Linked DNA regions of Zea mays: region 2 is linked to region 1. Evidence: chromatin contacts called from public Hi-C data. All regions are on one chromosome and are shown on one strand. Each heading gives the region's core, a stretch centred on a gene start, on an enhancer-like site or on the middle of the called end of the contact. The rest is flanking DNA. Distances are from core to core; before and after follow the strand shown. Region 1 holds the start of LOC100191513. Region 2 holds the start of LOC100283075 (selT/selW/selH selenoprotein domain containing protein).

What was found. Hi-C and Micro-C count contacts between places; a contact is called where the count stands out from the background.
Region 2: a Hi-C map of ear shows a contact between it and region 1, with 2.5 times the contacts expected there. The contact joins the promoter of LOC100283075 here to the promoter of LOC100191513 in region 1. A contact is called at or near these places in 7 of 25 Hi-C or Micro-C datasets (bundle sheath, ear, leaf and 3 more) and 1 of 3 datasets of contacts at active chromatin or transcription factors (leaf).

The regions. Positions count from the first base shown.
Region 1 is chr10:15,634,777-15,641,736 of Zm-B73-REFERENCE-NAM-5.0, forward strand. It overlaps LOC100191513, which reads left to right and starts at 5,692. Exons shown (of 9, transcript NM_001136945.1): 1 at 5,692-6,124. The coding sequence starts at 5,843.
Region 2 is chr10:15,481,796-15,488,907 of Zm-B73-REFERENCE-NAM-5.0, forward strand. It overlaps LOC100283075 (selT/selW/selH selenoprotein domain containing protein), which reads left to right and starts at 3,899. Exons shown (of 4, transcript NM_001155977.3): 1 at 3,899-4,342; 2 at 5,881-5,977; 3 at 6,103-6,162; 4 at 6,694-7,011. The coding sequence starts at 3,951. The coding sequence ends at 6,774.

The DNA of each region.
Region 1 (6,960 bases), core at 4,442-6,941:
CGAGGTCGAGGTTGAGGCTGGGCCCTGGGGTCGGGCGAGGCGGAGACCACCTTCCGAGGTCGAGGTCGAGGCCGAGCCCTAGGGTCGGGCGAGGCGGAGACCACCCTCCGAGGCCGAGGCGGGGGCCGAGCCCTGGGGTCGGGCGAGGCGGAGACTTCTCCTGAGGCCGAGGCCCAAGGTCGGGCGAGGCGGAGCTTCCTGTGGCACCTGAGGCTGGACTCAGCTGCTGTCAGCCTCGCCGTGTTGGGTGGCACAGCAGTCGGAGAGGGGCGAGCGGCACTGTTTTCCTGTCAGGTCAGTCAGTGGGAGGGCGAAGTGAATGCGGTCACTTCGACCTTGCCGACTGAGGCACGCGTGTCAGGATAAGGCGCCAGGCGATCCTTGCATTGAATGCGCCTGCGATACGGTCGGTTTATGAGGCGATTTGGCCAAGGTTGCTTCACTACGAAGCCTGCCCGAGCTGGGCTTCGGGCGAGTCGAGGGTGCGCCCGTTGCTGAGAAGGCCCTCAGGCGAGGCGTGAATTCGCCTGGGACTACAGTCCCCGCCCGAGGCTGGGCTCGGGTGAGGCGAGACCGCGTCCCTTGAGCAGACGAAGCCTTGACCTGAATTGCGCCCATCAGTCTCTGTAGTTTGCGCTGATGGTGATTACCAGCCGAGTTTAGGAGTGTTGGGGGGTACCCCAAATTATGGTACCCGACAAAGGTATTTATGCATTTTGGTACACTATGTAAAAATCAACAAACGTTTACATAAAATGTGAATAGAAATATCATAAACATACAAAAGATGAAAGGAGAGCCATGAACTAACAATGTATCATAAAAACCTATTGACGTTGGCATAAATATGTATACAAAATAGCATAAAATAGGGCTGTCAATCCGCCATCGCTCGCCGCCTAGGGAAGTCCGTCGTCGTCGCTCGTGCCTAGGGAAGGTCGACGTCGTCGCGGGAGGGGGGACGCCAGCGGGCGCACTCTAGGGCGCGCTCCTCCGAGGAGCCGACATCGTGTGCGCGCCTTTGGGATCCACCGCCGCGTGCGCTCCTCCAAGATTTGTCGCCGCTGCTGTTAAAGCCTACCGCGCCTCGCGCAACCGCCGTCACCATCGAGCCTAGGGTGCGCCCCCGCCGCTCATCCAGTTTGGGAGCGCCGTCAGTGCTTGCTCGCCCGCCATAGGAGCGTCGCTGCCGGTCGCCCGCCTCGACGCGCCACCGCCGCTAGCCTCCGGGATCGCCGCCGCTCGCACGCCTGAGCAAACCGTCGTCGCCGCTCGCTTGCCCGAGGGAACCGCCACCCCCGCTAAAACCTAATCCCTGACAGCCTGAGTGTCTTTTATAGACGTCTGTACCTGGTGTGGCTGAACCGGATGGCACCGTTGAGCCAGGGCTTCCTCTAGTTATTGGAAGTCTAGGGCTCCAAATATATAAACTACACCCAGCCCAGGTGGGGTTGGCCGAGGCCCAACAAATTAGGGTTTCCCGGAGCCCAACAGTTCATTAAGCACACCCAACTCAGGGAAAGGCCCAATAGCCCCAAAAGACTAGTCTAATGGGAGAAGGGTGGCTCTCCCTTTTAAAGTGGCTTCCTCCTCCCAAGTTAAGCGAGGTAGGATAATTCTGAGGCTCACACGGTCGCCGTCCGACTACAATTGGGCCAACTGGGCCGATTGCGTCTTTGCCAACGGGTAATAGTGGAGGATGTCCTCATCATTCCTACCTTCTTAAAATGGGCCCTAGCTCTAATACCAGATGATACACCCAGCCCAGGTGGGGTTGGCCGAGGCCCAACAAATTAGGGTTTCCCGGAGCCCAACAGTTCATTAAGCACACCCAACTCAAGGAAAGGCCCAATCGCCCCAAAAGACTAGTCCAATGGGAGAAGGGTGGCTCTCCCTTTTAAAGTGGCTTCCTCCTCCCAAGTTAAGCGAGGTGGGATAATTCTGAGGCTCACACGGTCGTCGTCCGACTACATTGGGCCAATTGGGCCAATTGTGTCTTTGCCAACGGGTAATAGTGGAGGATGTCCTCATCATTCCTACCTTCTTAAAATGGGCCCTAGCTCTGATACCAGATGATACACCTAGCCCAGGTGGGGTTGGCCGAGGCCCAACAAATTAGGGTTTCCTGGAGCCCAACAGTTCATTAAGCACACCCAACTCAGGGAAAGGCCCAATCGCCCCAAAAAGACTAGTCCAATGGGGGAAGGGTGGCTCTCCCTTTTAAAGTGGCTTCCTCCTCCCAAGTTAAGCGAGGTGGGATAATTCTGAGGCTCACACTGTCGCCGTCCGACTACAATTGGGCCAATTGGGCCAATTGCGTCTTTGCCAACGGGTAAGAGTGGAGGATGTCCTCATCACTTGGGCTTCCAAAGAGTGACCGGAAGCTCTGACCCAACGCCACCTTTCGGTTTAGCCGCACCACCTCAAACAGACTAGGCCTTGAGTCGTCTATAAAAGCTACCCAAGACCACCACGAATTAGGGTTTCAGCGCGGCAGCGGTTGCGGGCGGGCGGATCTAGCGCGAGCGGCACTGGACAAACGCACGACGACGGCCTTGCGGGCTGGCGGATCTAGCGCAGGCGTCGCTGGTCAAGCGCGTGGCGGCTGTCGCCGGCGTGGCGACCATGCAGGAAACTGCTGGCGCTACTGGTCCCATCCGTGCATGCCCGATCTCGCGTTTCCCCACCGACATGCGAGCGCACTGGTCTGGCGGGATCCGGCGCAGACAGGGCGCGGATCTAGTCGAAGCGCGGATGGACGGTTCCGACGTGGACAAAAGGGGTCCGTGGCGGCCGGACGACGAGTGCGCGGTTGGCGGACGGACGCGGCGCCGTCACAGGCAACGTAGCTGAGATGGGATCGGTAGCGGTGGACTTCCCTAGGGGCGAGCTGCGACGGCGGCCTCCCTAGGTGCGAGCAGCATCGGATCCTAGAGGCGCGTGCAGCGGGCAACGGCTCCCTTAGGGTGTGAGCGACGACGTGTTTTTATGCTGCTTTATATACATATTTATGCCAACATCAATAGGTGTTTACGACATATATTTCAGTTAATGAATACCCTTCCTTCTATTGTATGTTTATGATATTTCTATTCACATTTTACGCAAATGTTTATGCATTGTGTCGTTACCTAACCCAGTGTGTATATAGGGTTTCTAACATTTACGTTAGCTCGATATTTACGATCAAACTGAGAGGTTTTACACTCAAAACTGAATATTTTTACGATCGAACATGGAGATGCGTCCAAATAGTGACCCGCATGCCAATTTTTAAGTAGTGTACCATAATGCATAAATACATTCATCGTGTAGCATAATTAGTATCAATATATATCATATAATGTTTGTAACGAGCCTAGCTGCATGACTGTTGTAAAGATCCTATTTTTATGGACGAAATAATACATTTAAATCAGTTTTTTTGTTTCCATGCATGCCAATCCATTTTCTTTCAACGCATATTCTTACCATCCTAAATTTGTGTGCATTTAGCAGGAAACAAATTTTTTATGCGGTGTACCACACTACATAAGTATCTATACCGTATAACATAATTAGTATTAGTATATGTTATAATCTGGTTACAACGAGCCTAACTGCATAACTCTTGCAGATATCCTATTTTTATGGACGAAATTAACCATTTAAATCAGATTTTTTGGTTTCCATGCATACCAATTTATTTCCTTTCAACGCACATTCTTTATCATCCTAAATTTGTGTGCATGCAGCAGAAAATTGATTTTTTACGCGGTATACCACACTGCATAAATATCTACACCGTGTAACATAATTAGTATCAGTATATATCATAAACTGGTTCTAGCATGCCTAGCTGCATGGTTGTTTGTAGAGATCCTATATTTATGGGAGAAATAAAGCATTTAAATCAGATTTTTTGTTTCCATAAATGTCAATCCATTTCTTCTCAACACACATTTTTTTCATCCTAAATTTTGTGCACATGCAGCAGGAAAAACTAATTTTTATGTGGTTTACAGTATTGCATAAATAACTACAATGTGTAGCATAATTAGTATCAGTATATATCATAAAATGTTTCTAACGAGATTAACTGTATGACTGTTATAGAGATCCTATATTTATGGACAGAATAAAGTATTTAAATCAGATTTTTTGTTTATATGCATATCAATCCATCTACTAATGACGTGTTTGGATTGCAGCATCATGTAGCCCGGAGTTAAATCATCCGTCATGGGTTAGAGATCAGAAGGACGAGGTCATCCGCTGCTTTTTCAAGGAACCAGCTCGACCGCCTATGGAGAAAGCTACGAAGGATGGCTTGATGACGGATGGATTTACCTCGTGACACAAACCAAACAGAACATGCAGGTTCGAATTTAGGTTCGGATGATTCCGGATGAGTTCATTTGTCAATCCAAACAGGTCGTAAATTTGTGCTAATCCTTCTAATTTTATTGCGCATGCAAATAGAAAAAAGAAGGCGCGCATGCAGGGATGGGCGCGAGGTGAAGGCGACCAGGTCTGGTTGGATGGGACTAGTCTGGTCAGATGGTACATATATGACTAGGGCGTGCACCATATCTTTGGAAGACTAGGGCTTTCAATAGCCTTACCCATATATAACAAAGAATATAAATGGATTTTTTTGCTAGCCAAAGGAAAGCGGAAACATTAAGAGCGCAGAGAGGTGTTCGATTGGTGGAATGATATAGTCCGGTGTTATCCCATTTTTCTTGTTTTTTATTTAGTTTGTCAAATAGAATAAGTTGATTCGTGACTACCTTATGTTTTTTATATAAACTAAGGGCCCCTTTGGCAGGGCTCTGGCTTCTCCAAAAACGGCTTTGGCTCTGACTCATGAGGTGAAGCCACTTTTTTAGATGAGCCAAAGCCATTCTGAAAAATCATTTGGCAAAACGGCTTATAGGTTGTTTTTCAGAAAGACCATTGTATAGTTTACTTTTTATAGATCTCTCCTGTACGTGGCTAGGGATTGAGGACAGGACAAAAAAAATAATTTGGACTGGTGGGAGGGCTATTGTGCAAAAATGACGTGAGCTGAAGCCGGGTGAGCCACTTTTTTGGCTCATGCCCTCTAGTTCATTTTGGAAAAGCACTTCACTGGTGAAGCCATTTGAAAAAGAGGTATTTGGCACAACTTTTGCATGAGCCAGAGCTGAAGCTAAAAAATAAGCCCTACCAAAGGGGCCCTAATATTTAATGCTGGTATGAAAAATGTTGTTGTTTCAAAAATTTAAGAAATAAACTCATAAAAGATAATATTAGTTTTCTCGAACCTTCCTCCGCTTTCCCGCTCTCAGCAACCCCACTATCCACCATCCTATCCCTAGCAGCAGCAGGACGCCAGGACCACGTGTTTCATTAACAAACAAACATGATCCTGCTTTGTCACCGGCCCCTCCCTCACCTACCAGGATGAACCTGCTGACGTCGACCTCTGTCACCATTCCCGCCCATGCTCAACTCCCCTAGAGACCGGTCCCACGCGCCGGCGGAGCCCTGCTTTTTTCGTCGTCGCTCTCCCAGCGAGCCGTGCCCGTCTGCTCCTCCTCTCTCCCTCCATGCTCCTCGCTGCGCTCTCTTCCCCGCACACTTATCTTTCCAGCTCAGTGTCCGTCCCTCTCCTCGACACGCACATCTTCCATTGCTCGCTTGCTTCCTCGTGTCGTCTAGCTCTATCCGATTCCAACACAGCTACCTATAAATACATCTCTCTCTCTCTCTCTCTCCCCGAGCAGAGCTAGGCAGAGGGCAGACCATTGGCGAGAGGATTGTTGGAGCTCGGCCGAGCAGAGCACGCACAGTGTGATTGTGTGTGTGTGTGTCTGACATGGCGTCGCTCTGGCTAGCGAGAGCGTCGTCCCAGCTGGCGCGCCGTGCCGCCGCCAGGAGGCCTCCTCCGCGTCCTGCGCGCCACGGCTCCGGCCAACCCACCAGTTCGTGGTTCTTGGGCTCGGTGCCGCAGGCGGCCCTTGGGTCACCAGCGCTGGACACAAGCCGCCGGGGCTTCTGCTCCGTCCGGCGCTTCGCAGGGGAGAGCAGCGCTGCTGCTGCTGCGGCGGCTGTCGTCGACGAGGAGCCGGAGAGCGGGTTCGCAGCCGGCGATCAGCAGGTATGCGTCGACCAGAGCAGCAGCTAGATAGATTCTGAACTGCTAGTATGAACTTTTGGATCGGGCCATGTAGCTCTTTCCTGATTTCAAATAAGCAAATTCTCTGCCTTTGTGGGATCTGGAAGGACCAATCCTCTGATACAAATTCCAGGAGCTGCAGATAATATAATATCAAGGCTTAAGGCATCTCTTCTTGCCCATCTGCTCTATGCTCCCTGACCTGGTTGCCTGGTTGGTGTAACTTGTCGGTACTCGCTAGCCCGGTGCATGCATGATGCATCCATCCTTTCTGAAGCACAGTAGTTTTTTTCCCCATTCCATCTGTGTTCTTCACGTTCTTCCTCTGCGATCCAAAATTCGGTCACGTCATCAACTTGTCGACCGACTCCGATAGCCACCGTTACACCAACTCTTTTCTGAATTTTGAAACTGAAGGTAACAGGTCGCGGAGGACAATTGTGGATAGAATTGACAACAATTAGTAAACAAGGCAGATAATAAGAGAGGATGGATTTGGTTGCTGATTTCCCTGTGGTTGGTTGACTGCCTGATGACTGTATTAGATAGTGACGTGCTTTCATCTGGAATGGTAGTGCCAATCTTCTCTGGTAGTATTAGCTTAGTATAATACGTTTGCTTTCCGTGTCAAAGGGTGACGACACCCAATGATTAGGAACATCTCCATGTCTTTACTGCACTTTGTTTCTCTTTTATATACAAACCAAACAAAGTGCTGTCTCTTTGGCATGGTCAATGAGACCAACTGTCTCTCCAAGACGGGTAAATTTGACCACCCGAGACTGTTTTCTTCCACCGACGCTGATTTAAATTTGCAC
Region 2 (7,112 bases), core at 2,649-5,148, 150 kb before region 1:
CTTTGGTGTGTCTAGAATTGAATGCTAGAGCTCTTGTAGTAGTTGGGAAGTGTAAAACTTGGATGCAATGAATGGTGGGGTGGTTGGGGTATTTATAGCCCCAACCACCAAATGTGGTCGTTGGGAGGCTGTCTGCTCGATGGCGCACCGGACAGTCCGGTGCACACCGGACAGTCCGGTGCCCCCTGCCACGTCATCACTGCCGTTGGATTCTGACCGTTGGAGCTTCTGTCTTGTGGGCCCGCCTGGGTGTCCGGTGCACACCGGACAGCTACTGTTCCTTGTCCGGTGTGCCAGTATGGGCGCGCCTGACTTCTGCGCGCGCAGAGCGCGCATTAAATGCGTGGCAGAGAGCCGTTGGCGCGGAGATAGTCGTGCTCCGGAGTTGCACCGGACAGTCCGGTGCACACCGGACAGTCCGGTGAATTATAGCGGACTAGCCGTTGGCGTTTCCCGAAGCTGGCGAGTTCCTGAGGCTGATCTCCCTTGGCGCACCGGACACTGTCCGGTGTACACCGGACAGTCCGGTGAATTATAGCGCGAGTGCCTTGGAACTTCCCGAAGGTGGCGAGTTTGGAGCTGGAGTCCTCTGGTGCACCGGACATTGTCCGGTGCTCTCAGACCAGAGGGCCTTCGGTTCCCACTTAGCTCCTTTGTTGAATCCATAACTTGATCTTTTTATTGGCTGAGTGTGAACCTTTTACACCTGTGTAATCTATACACTTGGGCAAACTTAGTTAGTCCGAATGTTTGTGTTGGGCAATTCAACCACCAAAATTAACTAGGAACTAGGTGTAAGCCTAATTCCCTTTCAATTAATTTTGATGGGACCCAATAGGTCACCCTAGTCTGGTTATCTTGTTACCTTGTTTACCCCCGAACTATTTGGGTAGTTGTGCTATTGCTCTATATGGTTTTGGGTTTAATATTACATTATGATCATGTTCCAATTATACTGTCGTTTTATTTATTGTTCATGACAAGACCATTATGTTAATTGGAACATGGAGCTTAACTTGAGAAACACGTGCCACCCCAAGGGTGGAATGGGACGCCCTTGGCTGACTAACTAGGAAAGCTAGTGGAGGACTACCTTATCCGATAGGGCCAAGGGCAGTAGGGGAGCAGGCGTGTAGGGAGGTTCTCGGGTTAATTTTGCGGCGATGGCGGTCAGACGGGGGATTCCTGCATTGCTCTTCCTAGAAACCGTAGCGGGTTTTCTGAAGTTAGTGGTACTTTATAAAGGTCTCGTAGTAGATCCCTAGTCATTCACCTCGCTAGTGTCTAAGGGTCTAGCTAACCCTGGCGACATGGGATACACGACTTGTGGGCACAGGGTACAACCTCTGCAGAGTGTAAAACTGGTACACTATCCGTGCTCGCGGTCATGAGCAGCTCAGGACTCTCGTATGATTAAACTATGGAACTAAATTCAATTTGTCATTTGCGTTGCATGAGATTTATTATTAATTTTGTTCTATTATTATTCTGGGTTGGTGTTTACTTACATTTAGTAACTGGTAATAAAATTTTGACCAACTTATTAAAAGCAATGCTCAGCTTTAACCCCTATTATTGATCAGCCTTACACTTCACATGAACTCCCACCTTTGGTGAGTTCATGCACATTATTCCCCACAACTTGTTGAGCTATGATCTTTTGTGAGCTCACACTTGCGATATATAAACCCCCCACAGGAGAAGAACAGGTGGTCCAGGAGGAGCCGTACAACGAGGAGTACGATTTGATCCAGGTGGCGTCTCCCAGTCAACTTTATGACGCCATGGATGGACATTAGTTCGTTTTATATTTATCATTTATTTTTGTAAGACTTTCGCTATGTAATAATTATTTTTATGATATTGTGACATTTATCTCTATACACTCTGTTATTATATGTGTTGTTCTCGCACATATGAGATGCACCCGACTTTATCCCTTAAATCTGGGTGTGACACCAACAGGGCTGTTTCTAAAGGTGTGTTTGGTTGAATATGTAAGGAGGGATAGAATGGGTGGTCACAGTTTCTATAGTATTTGGATGAGAGTCACGTGTGAGCGAGATAAACACCAGAGTTTTTTTTGTGGCGGCGTGATCCCAAAAAATCAAGAGGACGGTGTCGCCCTCGACTCATTCCTACTTTATCTTCAAACCAAACACATCCTAAGATTTCAGGCCCGAGTAAAAATTTATATAGAGATCCTTTTAACCTATGTATATGTATAATAAATCTATATTATGTTATGTACATACATTTTTAAATATACAATAAATGATTACTACACTATTGAGGAGTAAAAAATTGTTTAATCAGAATTCACAAACCTAAATATATAGAACCTAGTAGACCGAAGCAAATAGCATGCCAAACATAATTTAGCTAGTTTCCGTCTTACCTAATTATTGTATACGTGTACGCATACGTGTGAAGATCGATCGCCGACGACGTGTTTGCAGTCCAATCCTTTGACGAAGTGTTGGCTGAATTGGTTTTTTCGATGTATTATGTTCTGATTTGGGAATTGGGATCGATTTGGTGATAATGGCGTACATGATCGCAGCAAGCCATTAGCCACGTACTGCCCATGATAGCGAGGGTGGGCTGCTATAGCATTAGGCTAACCAAGACAACGCTGATTAAGCTGATTAAACAACTAAGGCTATATTTATTTCTATCTATATTATATAAGTTGGATTATGGTGGAAGTGTAAGAAAATAAAATATTCATTTTGAATCACAAATAAGCTAAAATAAGTAGCTTATTTATTTTAGCTTATTTATGATTTTAAAGTGATATTTTATTCTTCTACTTTTTTTACCATAGTTCAACTTATATAATTTACGAGATAAATAAATATATCCTAAATATTACAATTAAGTATATCCTTGGTGAGGATCTCAATATTTTGGCGCCCTGGCGGCCGCCAGCTCGCCCCCTCAGATACGGGCCTGCGCCAAGGTCTGAGGCAACAGTGCGCGAAGATAACCACGCGGGAGCGGAAGCTCGGCTGGCGTGCGGTGCGGCCCGGCCCGGCCCGGCAACGAAGGCGTGGTGCAGTCCTGGCCGACGCGCAGCACGAGGCGGTGGCTCGGCAGGTGTGCGGACTCATCCTCACTCATCTTGCCTTCGCTTTCTCGGAGCTGCAACGCCTGCCCGTCGTTGGCCCTCATGGTCAGCGAGACAAGAGCAGGTACAAAATAAAAAATGAGAACAAGTAGTATTGAGAAAGAAAATCTGCTGGAGCTAGTTTTGTCTATTAAATTCCTTTATAACTGTTTTTACATGCTTATCTAAATAGTTTTCTTAGAGCATCTCTAGAGTACTCTCTATTTTAACTCTCTATTTATTTTTTCATAAAAATTAAAACTCTATATGTAGTATTTTACTCCAACAGACTCTTCAATATACAAGTTTGACGAGTTAGATGATTAATCTGTTGAAAAGTTATTCTACTATTAAAATAGCTAAAATTTGACTTAACCAGTCATTTAGCTAGTTTATTGGAGATATTCTTATCTATATTTTATTTATCTTCAACACATGTAAAATGTATTTTATTCTAGATTTTTAGATATATGTATTTATCATATTTTTAAATATTACTGTCTAAACAATAAAAATAGATAAAGAGATGAGTGTGTTTTTTATATAAAAAATGAAGTTTATAAAATATTTCAGAGACAATAAAATCTTCTTTAAATAAAGGATAGATGATCTTTAGTAATGTATTTTTGGAGACAGTGTTTAGAGAAATGTGACGGTTAAGAAGGCCGTGATTTTATGACCTCGTTACCATCACCTGCTATTTTGGCGGGAAAAAGCCTTTTTCTCCCGCGCCTTTTCCCATTCCCCTCCAGTCTATTAACCTTTCCGTGTCTCCACTCGCACTTCCGCGACGCGCAACCCAAAGCAAACGCACCGGCTCGAGCCAATCCACCACCCAGCCATGCCTCCCAAGCGCAAGTCCCCGGCGACGATTGCCCCTGCCGCGGGGTCCCCGAGGAAGACGCGGAGCATGGTTGCTGCTGCTGCTGCAGGGAAGCGGGCAACGGAGCCTGCTCCGGCGAAGGCAGTGCCGGCCAAGAAGGAAGACGAGGCGGCGGTTGCCGAGTTGAAAGGGAGGAAGAGGGGCAAGAAGGAAGCCGAGGCGGTGACGGTGGCCACCGAGCCGAAAGGGAGGAAGAGGGACAAGAAGGAAGCCGAGGCGGTGACGGTGGCCACCGAGCCGAAAGGGAGGAAGAGGGGCAAGAAGGAAGCCGAGGCGGTGGCACCAGCGGCAGAGGAGGAGGATGGGGTTGATGTGGCGGCTGGAGCGAAGCGTGTCATCGTCGAGGCCTGGTGAGTGCCTTCGTGTGTACTTTTAGGATATGCGGTGATTTGTCTGCTGAGAGAGGTAAAGGACGGGTATAGGTTATTTTATTCTTGTTTGATTGCCCTTATTGATTTGTTTCTGCCGGAGGGATGGAGATTTGGTCTTTTAGCAAGGAAAAGCGTGTGGATAGATAGTGATAAACACCAATGGGGAGTACCGGACAATTGGTCTGGGCTTGTTTTTCTTTGCATTTGCGAGGTGTCGTCTGTGATTAATGCAATATGCAATATAAGTTGGAATGCACATTCTTTACATTGACAAACAAACGAGATATCCTGTTCAATCAGTCATTTCGTACAAGCGTACAATCAAACTATCTAGAACATCTGATTTAGATCCAACCCTTTTATATGGAAGGGGTTAAATGTAGTTACTGTTGGATTTTGATTTTGCGTCAGATCGTTTGATTGCACGTTCGCACCAATATGATTTATTGCACATGATATATGGAAAGAATATGTGGAAGTAAGTAGTCCAGTATACTTTTTTTTATTGTTTCAGAGGAACAACAAATGGATATATATATTTTTTAAAATAGTTTCAAAGATAGAGTGTATGCAACTCTATCCGTTGCAGGCTATACAATGTCACTGATCCAAACGCATTTTTATTTATCATGTCTGCAAGCTATTGAAATCACCTATTTTTTCGAGACAATAATAGTTATTCTGGTTCTGGTGTTATCTACAATCTCGTCTTAATATTTAAATTTATCATCCTTAGGTTTATTGTAGAAGCTTTCTTGTTTTGCTTGAAATATGTTTGCAGCAACTGTACAGTTGCGAAACCTCGGAGACACACAATACCCGTGCGCAAACATTTGGAGCAAGGTCCTCAATGCAACATCCAAACAAACCACCTATCTGTTTAAAAATGTGTCATTTCTATTGCCGACATGAGATTGTAAATCAACGGCAAAGAAATTCTGCATTTTGGTTGACCCACACCGTCAAGGCTTTACCAAGGTCTCTCCTTGTCTGTCTTTGCAAGCCACATCCACCTTATTTGCAGCGCCCAGCTCATATATTCAAGGTTGAGAATGCCCAGCCCACCATACTCAAGCGCCCCCTGCACTTCGTTCCACGAAACCAGACAATTGCCACCATTTACTTGCTAAAAAGGAAAGTTAGGCAGTGCCTAGATGCTAGGCAGAATAGGTGTTTACCTGTTCTCTCTGTTATTTTGCTCTCATATCTGATTCCGACCACAAACACACATGACACACCTTCATTTAACATGCAAAAGGTACAATCAAGAAGGCTTGCCTTGTCACTTAGCAGGTCTGTATTGCTTGCTCGGTGCCTGGCACCTTCTGTAACATTGTTTTTGAAGTCACATGTCAGCGAATTTTGTTTTTTAAGAAATAGTTGCCTTCATTAGTTGAAGGCTTCCCTGTTTTTTCCATTCTTCATAATTCTTAATATAGTTTTTCCTGTCCATGCACTTTATTTCGTGATACATAGCTGCAACTTTGCTTACAGTTGTTCTTTCTGCTATTCTATAGCACTCAGTGCAGACAGTTTAAGATCCGAGCTCAGAAGGTGAAGGAGGACCTGGAAAGTTATGTTTCGGGGGTGTCTGTGATAATCAACCCTCAGAAGGTATTCATAGCGTGTTAATCGTCACGATCTTTGCCAAACCATGGGGTTGTTTGATACCCTAAAACGGCTTTCATGTACATCATACTTTCTTGATGGCCATTATACTAATTTTTTTAAATCCCCAGCCACGCCGTGGTTGCCTTGAGATACGTGAAGAAGGCGGTGAAGTGTTCATATCACTGCTGGTAATATTCCTAACTATCATTTTCTTAAATCTTGTAGGTTTAGGCTATATGTATCGTGTCTATTTTAGAGCTATCTATTATCTGAGGCCTACACCAAATTCTATCTAATGATCTCATGGTAGCATTTAATACATTTTTGTGCATGTCAATTAGCCTGGGACAGCACCGCTCATTGCCCCACACTAGAGTGATTCATGAAATGCTACTTCAAAATACAAAGTTCGAACATGTACCGTTTTTGCTAACCGTTTGTACAATGCGTTACTTGTGATAAAACCTTCCAAACAAAAGTTGCATACATTTGATTTAGTTAGTATCGGCTTACCAAATTGTTGTGCTTCTTTTCATTCCGCCTTGGCTTTATTCCATGTTGTACGTTGTTTCTTAGAAAAAAAAATGGTAGAAATAGGATGAATAAATAGTGGTTTGCATAATCTAAGATGTCTTTTCTGATAATAGCAGGGATAGCCCATCGTTGCATGTATCCACATCATTTCATTTGGTTTAATTAAAACTCCATTTGATGCACAGAACATGCCACGCCCCTTCACACCAATGAAGAAGCTCGACATGGACAAGGTTATCAAGGACATCGCCAAGAAGATCTCCTAAACCATGTTGGCTGGCTATGGCTCGGCGGCACCATTTTGTGATTGAAATATTCAATCTAAGATCGTAATCTTCAAAGGGTACGGTGTACCTTAGGTGTAGGTTCCAATCAGTGGCGTTTCCTATTGCATTGGCCATGTGCCCATGTCTCGTACTCGTACCTATGCTTGTCCTGCATTGCTGGGGCATATCGTTTTCTGTTATATGATATATGCCCTGAAAATTCCTTGACTTCTGATCTACCGTGTTCTCTGCCACCCGCGTTTGAAGTGTTGGAGTTTTCATTGTTCATGTCAGTGGCAATCTACTTTTTTCTTGGTATACAAGAGCTGAAGAGATCT